Regions from separate parts of the Mus musculus genome. Here region 1 is linked to region 2. Evidence: chromatin contacts called from public capture Hi-C data. All regions are on one chromosome and are shown on one strand. The core of a region is the stretch at or near the end of the contact, and the rest is flanking DNA. Distances in the headings are between cores, read along the strand shown. Region 1 overlaps Commd1 (COMM domain containing 1). Region 2 has its middle 89 kb from the start of Gm40816.

What was found. Capture Hi-C pulls out chosen DNA fragments and counts their contacts.
Region 1: a capture Hi-C map of embryonic stem cells shows a contact between it and region 2, with 4 times the contacts expected there. The contact joins two enhancer-like sites. A contact is called at or near these places in 4 of 15 datasets of contacts at CTCF or cohesin (CD8 T cells, embryonic stem cells, large pre-B cells and 1 more), 1 of 484 Hi-C or Micro-C datasets (bone marrow-derived macrophages), 5 of 115 datasets of contacts at active chromatin or transcription factors (all in embryonic stem cells) and 3 of 9 other capture datasets (adipose tissue, embryonic stem cells and liver).

What each region holds. Positions count from the first base shown.
Region 1 is chr11:22,953,450-22,959,594 of GRCm38.p6, forward strand. Commd1 (COMM domain containing 1) reads right to left here. Exons shown (of 3, transcript NM_144514.2): 2 at 2,962-3,243. Among named protein-coding and RNA genes, the nearest start is that of Zrsr1, 15 kb to the right of the region's middle. Within about 2 kb of position 3,627, at least 60 of the 459 cell types and tissues checked have an H3K27ac peak or open chromatin away from gene starts, as enhancers often do. A contact at or near this core is called in embryonic stem cells, where this site is marked.
Region 2 is chr11:22,739,563-22,746,590 of GRCm38.p6, forward strand. No RefSeq gene overlaps it. Among named protein-coding and RNA genes, the nearest start is that of Gm40816, 89 kb to the left of the region's middle. Within about 2 kb of position 4,474, at least 9 of the 459 cell types and tissues checked have an H3K27ac peak or open chromatin away from gene starts, as enhancers often do. A contact at or near this core is called in embryonic stem cells, where this site is marked.

The sequences.
Region 1 (6,145 bases), core at 2,377-4,876, 210 kb after region 2:
CCCAAAAAAGAAACTACATGTACACACCATACTACATTTTGCTCCTTCAAAAGTTATTCTAACTGAAGAGGTGACTGTTTTTAATTGGCTTATACTGTACATCATATTGGCATATCGAATTAGCCTATAACACCAGCTGCTTGGGAAGCAGAGGGAGGGGACCATCAGTTCAAGGCCTATCTGAGCTTACAGAAGGTTAAAGCAAGCCTAGGTAGCTTTCTGAAATTCTATCTCAAAAACACAAAGGACAAAAGAAGGGAAGGCCAGTGCATGGCTGAGTGGCTGAGAGCTTTCCCAGTGTGTATGTCCTGGGTTCAGTTCCTGACATCACAGAAGCAGAAATGACAAAGACAGAAGAGAGGGAGAAGTTATTTAACTTAGAGGTACAGAAAATATATTTGATAAAATTACAGGAGACATTTCCCAAATATGGGGAAGAGATGGCTACCCAGACACAGGAAGTATTCAGAAACCAAGCCAAACAGAAAATACCATGTGTGCTACAGTTCAGTATCATATTTATGAAAAAAAGTATTGAGAATCATAAGGGAAAATATCAAATCACATAGAAAGGCAAATCCATCAGAATAACAGCAGATTTCCTCACTAAAAAATCTAAAGGCCAGGAGAAAGGAGTGGTCCATTTCAATTGCTGAAAACCAATGGCCAACCGAAATTACTATGTCCAGCAGAACTATTCTTCACAATTGGAGAGGGGGAAAAAGTTTCCATGATAAACACAAGCTAAAGGAATGTATTACCACTAATCCAGCAGTACAGAAGCTACTGGAAGGAATGCTACACATCAAAGAAGAAGAAGAAAAAATAACATTCATGAGACACAGGGAACAAGGAACTATACTGAAGCAGAAAGCAAGCAAATATGAGGAAAACAGCAAACATTATAAAAATCAACAAAATAGCCAGGTGGTGGTGGCTCACACCTTTAAATCCCAGCACTCAGGAGGCAGAGACAGGCAGATCTCTCAGTCTGAGGTCTACAGAGTAAGTTTTAGGACAGCCAGGGCTACACAGAAACCCTGTCTTGGAAACCAAAAGCAAAAACAAAACAAATGGATGCTGCTGAGAAAGGCAAGGAGACTTTTGTTGAGAAGTGTGCCCAGTGCCACACTGTGGGGAAGGGTGACAACCAAACACAAAGCAGAGGGCTCCTCCAGCCAATGCTTTCTTTTACACAGTCCCCAACAAGAACAAAAGGGTCATCTGTTGCTATATAGGGAACTGGTTACACAGAAACAAGAAAAGCGCTGTGCTTGAGAAAGTTCTTTTCTTTTCTTTTCTTTTTTTTTTTTTTAAACAGGGTTTCTCTGTATAGCCCTGGCTGTCCTGGAACTCACTTTGTAGACCAGGCTGGCCTCAAACTCAGAAATTCGCCTGCCTCTGCCTCCCAAGTGCTGGGATTAAAGGCATGCGCCATCATGCCCAGCCTGAGAAAGTTATTTTCTAAAATACAATGTATTGTAGCACAACCAAATTGTTCACATTACCAAAGCAACATTTCCCTGTATGTTCTCATATCCCGGGCACATATTAAGTACTTAAAGACAACATGAAATACAGTAGATTCCTGGCAGGCTCCACATCTCAAGATTTGACCAACCACAACATAAAAATACTCACATAAAATATCTGTATCTACCATGTACTGACTTTATTTTGTCATTATTCAGCATAATAATAATTGACATAGAGTTTACATTGTTTTAGGAAGTATAAGTAATCTAGAATTATGTAAAATAAAGGAGGATATATGTAAGTCACATGCAAATGCTACACAACTTCATGAAAAGGAGCTGAGCGTAGGTGTTGGGTATGTGCAGGGACATGGTGTCCTAAGGGCAGTCTTCTCAGAGACAGACACATGTGTGCACTCACTATTGCCAGAATAAAAAGTAGATGGCCTATGCACGGACCAGAAAAGCTCCGAGTCCACCTGCTACTCCTCTCTTGACTTTTTTTCTCAGCACACTTTGTTTCCTTTGTCCTGGGGGAAGCACAGGCACATTTCTATAGAGAGCACAATTGACTGACTAGACTTCACAATTAAATAAGCCCAAGCCCATTGCTACAATTAACACTATTCTAAACTAAATGAGTAAAAGGGATTCTAATTTTCTTAATTAACAAAGCACCTTTAATTAAAATCAAATGGAATTACATTGGAAAAGAAACAAAAAAAACCTAAAGAACAGCATGTGTGAAGAAACCAGCCAGCTAAAGGGACTGTGCTTACCATTGAGAAGGAAAATACATTTCTAGTGCAGGATATAATGAAAGCCCTTATTTGATTATTTTTCAAAAATAAATGTGATAACTCAGTGGTCTGGATAGTCTCTAATTACCAGTTTGTTTCCCCTCTTCCCCACTCAAAAAACCATAAGCCAGGCCACCTGAAGTCTGATTTAGCAGGAGCTGGAGCAGGAGCTGGATAGCTTTAAGAGAATCTGCATAGACACTAAAACCACCTGTTATGTGATTAGCGACTCCAGAGGTGAGCAGCACTGGCTCGTGAATAATCAAGATCCAGTTGAAAATGATTTGTGAGCTTGAGGCCAGAGATGGCACACATGGTCTTTAGGAACAATGCATCGATATGGTTAAGAGATTAGGACTTATCACCTCCCATACTGGATTGACTACACAAATAACAGGATAGGAAAGGTTTGGTGTGCACCCACTAACCTTGGCTCCTGCTCTTTGTGTCTCTATCATTGCCTGGGAGACTGCAGTCAAAACTGTCCGACTCTGCCCTTTTGAGACAACTGCAAAGACATGTAGCTGCTTTTTTAAACTCTGTATATAACTGAAAACATCAAAATGTTCACATGATTCTACCTCTAAAAGTGATTTTAGGGTTACCTCAGCAAACTCTGTTAAATAAAAGTAAAATAAGTGTATGAAAATACACAATTTACAAAGGGAAATTGAAGCTGGACTCACCTGTCCATTTTTTCCAAATTCCAGCTCTATTATGGCAACAGGGCTGTGTATCTGAGTTGAGTGCCGTGACTGAGACTTGCCATCGACTCTCCAGCTCAGGCCCCGAAGGCCGTTGTCCCAGCGGCTCTGCTTCATGAGACTCTCTCGGATTTTTATCTTGTGGCTCTTCCAAAACTTGGAGATGACTGCAGCTTGCTCACTGGTGATGCCACCTTGCTTTTTGGTTTGAGCAGTCAGGAATGCCTCTAACTGGTTGAAATCCATGTCTGCAGATGCAATAGACTATAAAGATAAAAGAAAAAGCAATATATTTGAACTTGGTAGATAACTAGACAAAGCTAGCTGCCTAGCTACAGAACATATTTTGATTGAACTTAGTTTCACCAGGACTCCTCTCGGATAGCCTGCTGTTGCCCTGTGTCATGGAGATCCTGAAGCTGTGGGTCTGTAGGACCGGCCCTGAATCTGGGCCTAGGTGGTAGTTAAATGGATCAGACTGCTAGTTCTCCCACACACCACCACCAGAGCTAACTCTCTGGCTGGCCAGGCAAGGCTCAGAGCCAGCTCTTCAGTGATCAGTGGGGCCAGCTCTCCAGAGCCAGCTCTCCCAGGCTGCCTAGGTAAGGGGCAGGGGCAGGATCAGCTCTCCCATGTGGGCAGGGCGCCACTGTGTGGTAGCAAATCAACACCACCTCCGGAGGCATGGTCTTTGGTGAGTCCAGACATGACCCTGAGCAGCAGCACAGGCATGAGACATCACCATGGTCTCAGATGGCAATGCAGGCCTCTCTCACATCAGGCTGTTCCTCACCGCCAGCCTGTCTCCAGTTCTCTCTTCATAGTCACAAACTTCTTACCTTCTCTGTCTCTCCCATCTCTGCAACTACATACTTGCTCATTGCAATGGCACCTACTGGGCCCACACTGCTAGCCTGTGGTCTGTGGCTGTCTTCAATCCAGCCCATGCTGCACAGCCTAGACATCTATTACTTCTATTGAGTCTCATATTCTAGTTTCCATTTCACAGACAACATGGTCGTCAGAAGCACTAAGTTTCCATAAAACCAGAGAGCCAAAGAGTCCTAACTGTTGAGCCATGTTTCTCTGGCTGGTTGTCCTAAGTGACTGCACACAGATATGGACACTGGCATCGCTGCTGCTGCTGCTGCTGATTAAAAAGTCAAACTGATTCTTTCTACCATCAATGATATAAAAATGTTACCACCCAAGGATTAGCTATTAAAGCTTTATTTATATCCCTTAGAGAGTGATTTTCATCTTTTCAAGATTTAGCTGTTACAAGTGAGAAATATGTATTGTTAGACGTAAGCCAACTAGTTTAGTTTAACAATTTGCAGGAAAGTTGAGAAGGTGGTGTAAATCAAACCAGTGTGCCAAAACTCGTAACACTGTTATCCATAGGCAAAAAGGAGCCACCAAATGCTGGACACATGGATAATTATGATGCAAAGCTAAATCTGAGGACAAAAGTAGCTGAGGCGAAGTGGGAATCCCAGAAGCTTCCTTCCTTGGCCAGATGTTGCTGTAGGTACACCAAACCAGGTTGAGGGCAGCTGCAGTCGCACAGGCCAAGGACAGCTACAGATCTACTGTTGTTGATGTCTCTATTAATATAAAAGTTGTGTGGACGGATTGGTGAGATGGTTCAGTGGTGAAGATCACTGGCTGCTGCTGTTCTTCCAGAGGTCCTGAGTTCAATTCCCAGCAACTACATGGTGGATCATGACAATCTGTGAAGGGATCTGATGCCCTCTTCTGGCATGCAGGTGTATATGCAGAGAGAGCATTCATACATTAAAAAAAAAAAAGTAAAAAAGAAAACAAAAATGATAATGATAAAGTAAAATAAATAAAAATTTAATTTTCTTTTTAAAATTGTGTGGCAAACACCCAATCATCCTGATAGATTATTTCACATTACAGTTGAACACATTTACTGCTTAATTGCCATATTACATAGAAATAGAAATATTACTTTTAAGACTAGCCTGATGGCTCATGACTATAATCTCAGCACTCAGGACATAAAGTCAGGAAAATAGCCAAGAATAAATCTGGCCTGTTTATATAAGTTCTAGGGCAGGTAGAGCTCCATGGCAAGTCCCCAAGGAGAGGGAATGATTACTGAGCATGTTATACTAGAATTGAGTTAAATATTCCTATTAGCATCTTCTTTTACGACACTGAAACTCTGTACCATTTCTGCCTCATTCCACTCTGGGATTTTACTCTGGGATGTGTGTGGGGATGCGCCCCTGTACCGACAGTCTGAAAGCAGTAGCAGCACCCACATCCTCAGCTCACCAGGAGTTCCATGACAGCATGTCTTATTCTGACATAACTCTGTCTAGAACATAAAAGCTATTTTGGTTGAGTTTCAATCAGTATCTTGATCTGGGGTCAATCCATCCTTTTCTTAACACAATTCAAACATAAACGGGGAACCAACTTAGAATTGAATTTAAAAAGTCATGCATTCTCATTTAATACCAGTTTTTTAATTCAAGAAAGGCCCACATCAGCTTCATTGCAGTTTTCTTCTCATTTTTAAACATATAAAAATGTAAAAAGCATTCTCAGCTGGGAGGTACATGCTTTTATCCCAGCATTCAGGAGGCCGAGGCAGGAAGAGACAGCTTGGTCTACAGAGTGAGTTCTAGGCAGTCAGGACTATACAAAAACAACAACAACAACAACAACGAAACACTATCTCGAAAAACAAACAAGAGGCAGGCAGATTTCTGAGTCCAAGGCCAGCCTGGTCTACAGAGTGAGTTCCAGGACAACCCTATACAGAAAAACTGTCTCGAAAAAACAAAAAACAAAAACAAACAAACAGCAAAGAACGAAAACAGAAATAATTCTCGGCTTATGAACTATACAAGGACAGGAAACATGGTCAAGCCCTGCTCAAGAACATACCACAGAATAGGCTGACCCAAGTCCACGTGACTGCAGTGTCCTATGCACCTGACCCTATACGAGAAAACTGGTTTATAACAACCACAGCCTAGAAATTAACTTTGTTTACTTGAGAAAGTACCTTAGAACAGTTTTAGTAAACACTAAGTTTTTCAGAAATGTGACTAAAATAGCTTTATAAACAGGATGCTGAGCATTTGGAAGAAGCATTGCTGAGTGTAAAGTGTATGAGCTGCCAAAG
Region 2 (7,028 bases), core at 3,224-5,723:
TTTTTTATTTCAGCCGGAACAGAATGAGACAAAGTAAGCCAGGCCTCTTCTGCCCTCAGCCGAGGTTAGGGCCACCCTCCCACTTGCTATGCTGCCTTCAGATGCAGCATGGAAATACCACGACGTCAGAAGCAGTGTGTGGGACCTCTCATGTTGGGTACAGGTGCACCATGTACCAGCAATGATCTTTCCAGCTGGAACAGTCCACATGGCAGATGTACCTTGTACCTTGCAGTTAGAACTGGCTGGCTAGAAGAGAAGGCATTATAGAGACAGGTGTGTCTTTCCCTTTGGCTACCAGACTATTGAAACAAAATAGGCCTCATAGAAATTAAATTTTCCACAGGAACCTGTGTCTCAGTGTTGCTAAAATTCCTCCCTGGGCTGACATGTCAGCCATGTCTACCCCTTCCCCTGAGGTCCCAGCAACAAACCAAAGTTCACTCTGGAGAACCACTGAGTTTATTGGGTTTCCTTCAGAGCTCAGGTGTGGGTGCTCCTCCCACAAAAGGCTGAATCTGAAGAGCCTATACTAGCAAGGATGAGGGCCTTCTCACAGCTGCATATGTGAGGATCCCTTCCCTAGTATACTCCAGCCCCTCCCCAAGGCCACAAGCAGTAACAGGAGAGTTTCCTGCAATGGTTACACACTTAGATAAGGGTCTCCCGACCCTCCCCACCCCTCCTTGAGGTGTAAACAGTCAACAAAGCCAGGCAGGATGGTACCTCTGGAAAAGAATCAAAGCTGAAGTCCCCAAGATATCCATCCCTTGATGGGAGGACAGTTGATCAGAACACTTGGGAAGAGACTTCATAGTTCTGACAACTTATCAGTCCACTTTGTAGAAGAGATTGGAGCCAAGACAACAGTGGGTCTGTGTAGAGGGAGGTGCTGATATTAAGGTCTGGTTCCCTAATTGGCTCCTGATTTGGTCAATAAAAAGGTGAGAGCCAATTGCTGGGTGGAAGAGATAGGTGAGATTTCTGGGTCCCAGGAGGAAAAGCAGATGAAGGGGAATAGGAGAGACTTTTTCAGCCAGGCTTTGGAACAAGAAACAGTTAGCAACCATGTAAGATCTTGGGGGTAGCTAGAACAGGCAGACGGCTGCTACAGGTTAGCTGATAAGGTTAGGGTAGAGGATTCTGTGCCCAGCAGTTGTGCTATCTGACAAGTTCGAAAATAATAAAGTTGTCTGGGATTTTGTTTTTTTTTCATCCGCAGAGCAAACGTGAGCAGAGAAAGAGAGAAGCAGGTGTAGTAGTTTGGCTTGCTTGGGAGGAACAAAAGAGAGAGAAGCAGAGAGGGAGCTGGTGGAGGGACAGCAGCTCCCAGGTTGGAGTATGGTTGTGCTCAATCCTGGGCTAAGCTGGATGGGGCAAAGGGAACCAGGAAAGGTCAGAGCTGGGACAGAGCCCAGCTGCTGTTGGGACTTGTCAAAGTTAAGCTGGGAGGGGCTGGGGATGCAATCGCAGCTCCCTGGAAAGGTGGTAGCTGGCTGTTGGCAGAGTTTAGCTGGAAGGAATGGAAAAATCAGGAGCAGGTCTTGTAGCAGCCAGGAGCCAACTCAGGAGTATGGGGCCGCAGTTCCAGGCAAAGGAGGTAGCAAGTTTTAAAATCACACGCAACAGGTCTATAAGGAGTGGAGCCACACCTTCACCAAGACTGTTCAGTAATGCGTACTTCTTGCCCTCTATTTAAACCTAAACCCTGTGTAGACCCCAATCATGAGACTTGGGGATCACTGGACCTCTTTCTTGGGTCTTCTTTTCAGGGTAGCCTCTGACTAAATCTCTCTTGTCTTTCACTGCTATTTGTGTCTTTAGTTGCCCTATTGGGGGCAAGTGGTCAAGCCTAGCTCTCTAGAGTTGGTGGTGGGCAGGGTTATAACTTAACATTTCTATTAACACAGACTTTTCCACTTCCACCAAGCCACCTGGGTTTGAAAAGGGTGACTGTGGTGACAACTATTCCAACAAAGGAAAAATGCTGACAATTTATGAGCAGAAGTAATCCAGCAAACACAAGACAAGTTTGCTTGGTCTTGGCTAACCTAGCCCGTAGCATTGATGGTGTTGACACAGTGGGGCTAGGAGCCAGGCTTTGGGCCAAGTACCCTGTGTTTAGATTGGAGATCTACAGGACCTCCTCACTTCCTGCCTATGTTCACGTGGTGGGCCAAACTACCCTGCCATTACTACTTTGCTTTCTCAGAGAGCATCGTGGAGAATGGAGTCTCTCTGCCCTCTCTCCCAGGTTCTTTGCCTAGGCTACTAACTAAATGAACCCAATACAGACTGACAAAAGAAACCTTGTTTTTAATTGTGCTCAGATGCACAGGAGTCCCACAAGATATGGGACTCACAGAAGGGCTGGCCGAGATTTATGCAGCTTCCTGGGCCACCGGGGGTGGGGGTGGGGTGGGGAAATCAAAGCTTGTTTTCCTGGGTTGTGGCATTGGCCCAAACTTGGGGAAGAGAGGAGTAATTGTGTCACGTAGAAAGGTCTTGTTACCATCAGCAATAAAGGAATCTTCTCCTCGCCCTCAGAAGCTGTGCCTGTCTGGGCTGGTGTCAAGTTTAGATCTCCTCCCCTGTTGTGCTAGTTAATCTTCCTTGGCCAATAGGATTCCCAGAGAGGATTCCCACAATGGTGATCCTTGTGGTGGCCCCCTTTTTAGACACATAAGAGCCGCTCACACAAAGCCCCTGCCTGCATCCGGCCTCCTAAGTGTCCCAGTTCAAGGGAATCAACACACCAGACTGGCATGTTTGGGATGGAGTTTCCTTCACGCATCCATCCGCTGAGAGGCCGTTCTTATTTCCAATTGGGGATTGCATAAGGATTAAGTAGGATAATGAATGCTTTCAAACCTGCTTTGCAGGAATTAAAGCATTACACAAATACTATCTTAGGCCCATAGAAGAAGACAGGGGTGTTCTGTGTAGGGTAATATTTTCAGAGTGCAGCTCACAAGCTAGCAGTAACAGCCATGAAAAAGGGAAATATCAGTGGACATAAGGAAGGAAAAGGGTAAAACCAGTCTCTGTACTTGTCTATGTCCTCAGCCGGGTTCGACCCCTAGAAAAATGACAGGGGGAAAAAAGGAACAAGCCAAAAGTTTCTAGATTAAACAAACAACAAACAAACAAAAAATTAAGTCAGGCATGGTGGTATACACTTGTAATCCCAGCCCTGGGTGATGCAGAGACAGGTGGAGATAGCCAGCTGAGCCAATTTGACAAGTTTTGAGCTAGTGAGAGGCTCTACAACAAACACCAACAGCAAAAAATGGATGTCACCTGAGGAGAGACAGCTGAGGTTGGCCTCTAACCTCCACATGCGCCCACGCATGAGCACACACACACATATACATATATATAATTTGGGGGCGGGGGGAGTTGGTTTAGTTAGTTAGAATTGTGGTTTTAAAATAGCCTTTCTGTATATCCCTGGCTGTCCTGGAACTCACTAAGTAAAACAGGCTGACCCCAAACTCACAGAGATCTACCTGCCTCTGTCTCCCCAGTACTGGGATCACAACCACCCATTCCCCTCCCTCATATATGTGTGTGTGTGTATGTGTGTGAATATATTATTATACTTTATAATATATAAAATAACACTATATTTTGTAATATATACTAATCTATAATGTATAGTGTATAATAATATATTAATACACACACACACATATATATAGCCTATTAATTCAGATTGTCCTTGAACTCCTAAACTCAAGCCCATCCTCTTGCCTTAGCCTCCAGAGTAGTTAGGGCTCAGTTACAGGTCACTCACCCAGACACTGATCACTACACACACACACACACACACACACACACACACACTCAAGCTTAATGTGATTTAGGTCTACAATCCCACTTTCAGGACCCTGAGACACAAGGATCCCATGTTCAAGGCCAGCTTGAGTTCTATGGAAGAAGAGTGCTCCTTCCTTAAGGTTCCTCTCAGTCTTGGGAGTTCTTTCTCGATTTTCCTTAACAGGTCCTAATAAAAGTTAATAATGAAAAACATGCAGGAGCTCATGGGATACAAAAGAACCAAGAGGCTAAAGCTTCAGTCAGCAGCACCTCAGGGAAACAGAGATGGGCTTGGAGAGGCGGGCCATGGAGGAGCCTGGACGCCCGAATGCCCAGATGCCCGGACGCTGCAGTGAGCCAGGGCTGGCAAGGTTTGCTGTGTAGACTCAAATGTCACTCAGGGTTTCCCACTAACCTAGAGGACTGCCTTTTTTGGTAGGCTGCTGGCCAGTGAGTTCTCAGGAGTCACCCTAGATGTGCACCCACATCCATCCTGCTGCCTAACACTGGGATTAAAGATACACAGAGCCATTTTTGGCTTGTTTGCTTTTGTTTGTTTATAGAAAGACTTGGTCTCACTAAGTAGCACTGTTTGTCCTTACTTATGTAAATAAGTAAGATTTGCCTTAAACTCTGAGAGATCCACTGATCTCTGCCTCCAGGCACTAGGTTAAAAGCATGTGCCTCCCCATCCCCCACCCCCACCTCTGATCACACCCAGCCTCCTATTCATGTGCTATAGAATTCAAATCAGGCCCTCACACTCAGGTGCTCTTCTCTGAGCTGGCTCCCCAACCTTTCTTCCTGGTCTTAGCAAAACCAAAGACTGGCTTATTTATAATCAAGAGAAATCTATTTGGCTTTTGATCCTGAGGCTGAAAGTCCACAGAAGTCCAAGATGAAAGGCCATCTCTAGTCAGGACCTTTCTTCTGTGTCATGGCATGGCAATTACACCACCCAACAAGAGTGTGGGGGAGAGAGATCAGCACCAACTAGAAGACTGAGTTGGAAGCCCCATAGCCTTTTAAATCCATGTTCATCAATTTCCATTATCAAGGAATTAAGTTTCCGACATATGCTTTCTTGAGGATATATTCAAACCATATAGCAATGATGGTAGATGGGCGCCAGGATTCCTTGGAGATATCTAGGAAAGGTTGAAACTTCTGACCTTGGGAAAGGCTGTTTTCTTTGAATATTTAAGTGAACTTCAGCTGGAGAAATGTTCAGCAGTTAAGAACACTGGCTACTCTCCTAGAGGAACCAGGTTCAATTCCCAGCATCTACATGACAGCTTACAACTATTCATAATTCTAGATCCAAAAAATCAAATACCCTCTTCTGGCCTCTATGGACACCAAGCACACATAGGGTACACAGACATGCATGTGAAAAAACACTCATATACATAAAATTATAATTATATATACATAGTGCGTGTATATATAATATTTATTTATTTGTTTATTTATTTATGTTTTTTTATTGTTTTGAGACAGGCTGTCCTGGAACTCACTCTGTTGACCAGGCTAGCCTCAAACTCAGAGATCTGGCTGCCTCTCCCTCTCAGGTGCTGGGTTTAAAGGCATGTGCTACATTGCCCAGCTGGATAAAATAAATTTTTAAAAAGAAAATTAGGAAGGTGAAAACACATAACTTTAAACATTTTAATTAATTTAATTCATTTTCTTGAAGACAGAGTCTCTCTATTCTGTAGCCCTGGATATCCTGAAACTTGCTACTTTCCCTCTGTAGACCACGCTGGCCTTGAACTCACAGAGATCTGACTGTTGTCATGGTGGTGATGGTGTGACACATGTCTGTGAGTGCAGGCAGACAAGCCATGGTGCACATGTGGAGGTCAGAGGACAACTTTTGGGAATCTGTTCTTGTCTTCCACCGTGAATTTCTGGCTCTCACAAACACTTTTACCCACTGAGCCACCTCACTGGCTCTGACCAGGAAGAGAGACTCACCTAGGCTATGACCCCCCAGTACCACATGTCATGGTTACTACCACAGTCTCCTTCAGGTCCCCAACCAGCAGAACAGTAGCCCCAGCCCCAGAGTGCCTATGTCCTAATTGAGAACTGTAAATGGGTTATAGTGCTGCAAAGGGGAATTAAGGCTGCTAATCAACTGACCTTCAACAGGAGATTATCCTGGATTATCCAGATGGGTTCACAGTAATCACCACAGTCCTTAAGTGCAGAACAGAAGAGGGGACAAAAGGGGAGTTAGTGATGAGGTGTGAAGTGACCTAGATCAGCCAAAACTCAAGGGAGTCCAGAGGCTGAACATGCCCTAGCCTCCAGAAGGGTGTAGCCCTGCAGACACTTAAGTTTTAGCCCAATCACACACACACACACACACACACACACACACACACACACACGCACGCACACTTGATTGTACACATACATACAGATACACACATGTTGCGTGTACTTTTTTAAATGCACACTTGCTCTGGCAAGGTTCTGCAATTAGCACCTGCTCGCCTGCCGTCCAGCCAGCCCCCATGGGCTTTCCCGAGATCTGGCTATGCTCTGAGCACCTCCTGTTCCTCCTTGCCCAGTGCTGGCAACAGTCATCGCACCCAGCTCCCTTTAGCCCCAAGGAAGACTTTTATATTTTAAAACTGACCAGATAACTCAAAGGCTGGGTGAAGAATATCCTGCCCTGTCGTCCTTAGCCTTCACAGCCACCTGCAGAGGCTAGAAACTATCGATGCCCCAAGAGACACTTTCATGTCTGCAGCTTCCTATCTGCTCCATAGCCTGGTCCTGTAAGACTCTGATGAGCCTTAGCTACTGGGGACCCTCTGAGTGAACCACTAGGAGCCAGGGATCGATGCAAAAGCAAGAGGAATTTATTGTTCCAGCATGCTGGGGTCGTCATGCACCCAAAGGAGAGGCAGTGATCCCGGGCAGCCCATTTGGCCAGTTTTTATACAGTTTTCAGGGGTAGAATAGAGCAAAAGCCACTAGGCACAATGTGATTGGCAAAACAGTATGATTTTTAAACTGATTGGTCCTTAGCGAATGTGGTAGCAAGGGGCTCCCCATATCTGCAGGCGACCAATGGTCAGTCCGCCCCGAGGTTTTTCTGAGGAATGTAATTAGCCTCTCCCTTCAGGCCTACATGTTCCACCAACCTCTTCCTTCCTGAAGGGGAAGAGTCTTCATGTTCTGGAGCCCAGTGGAAT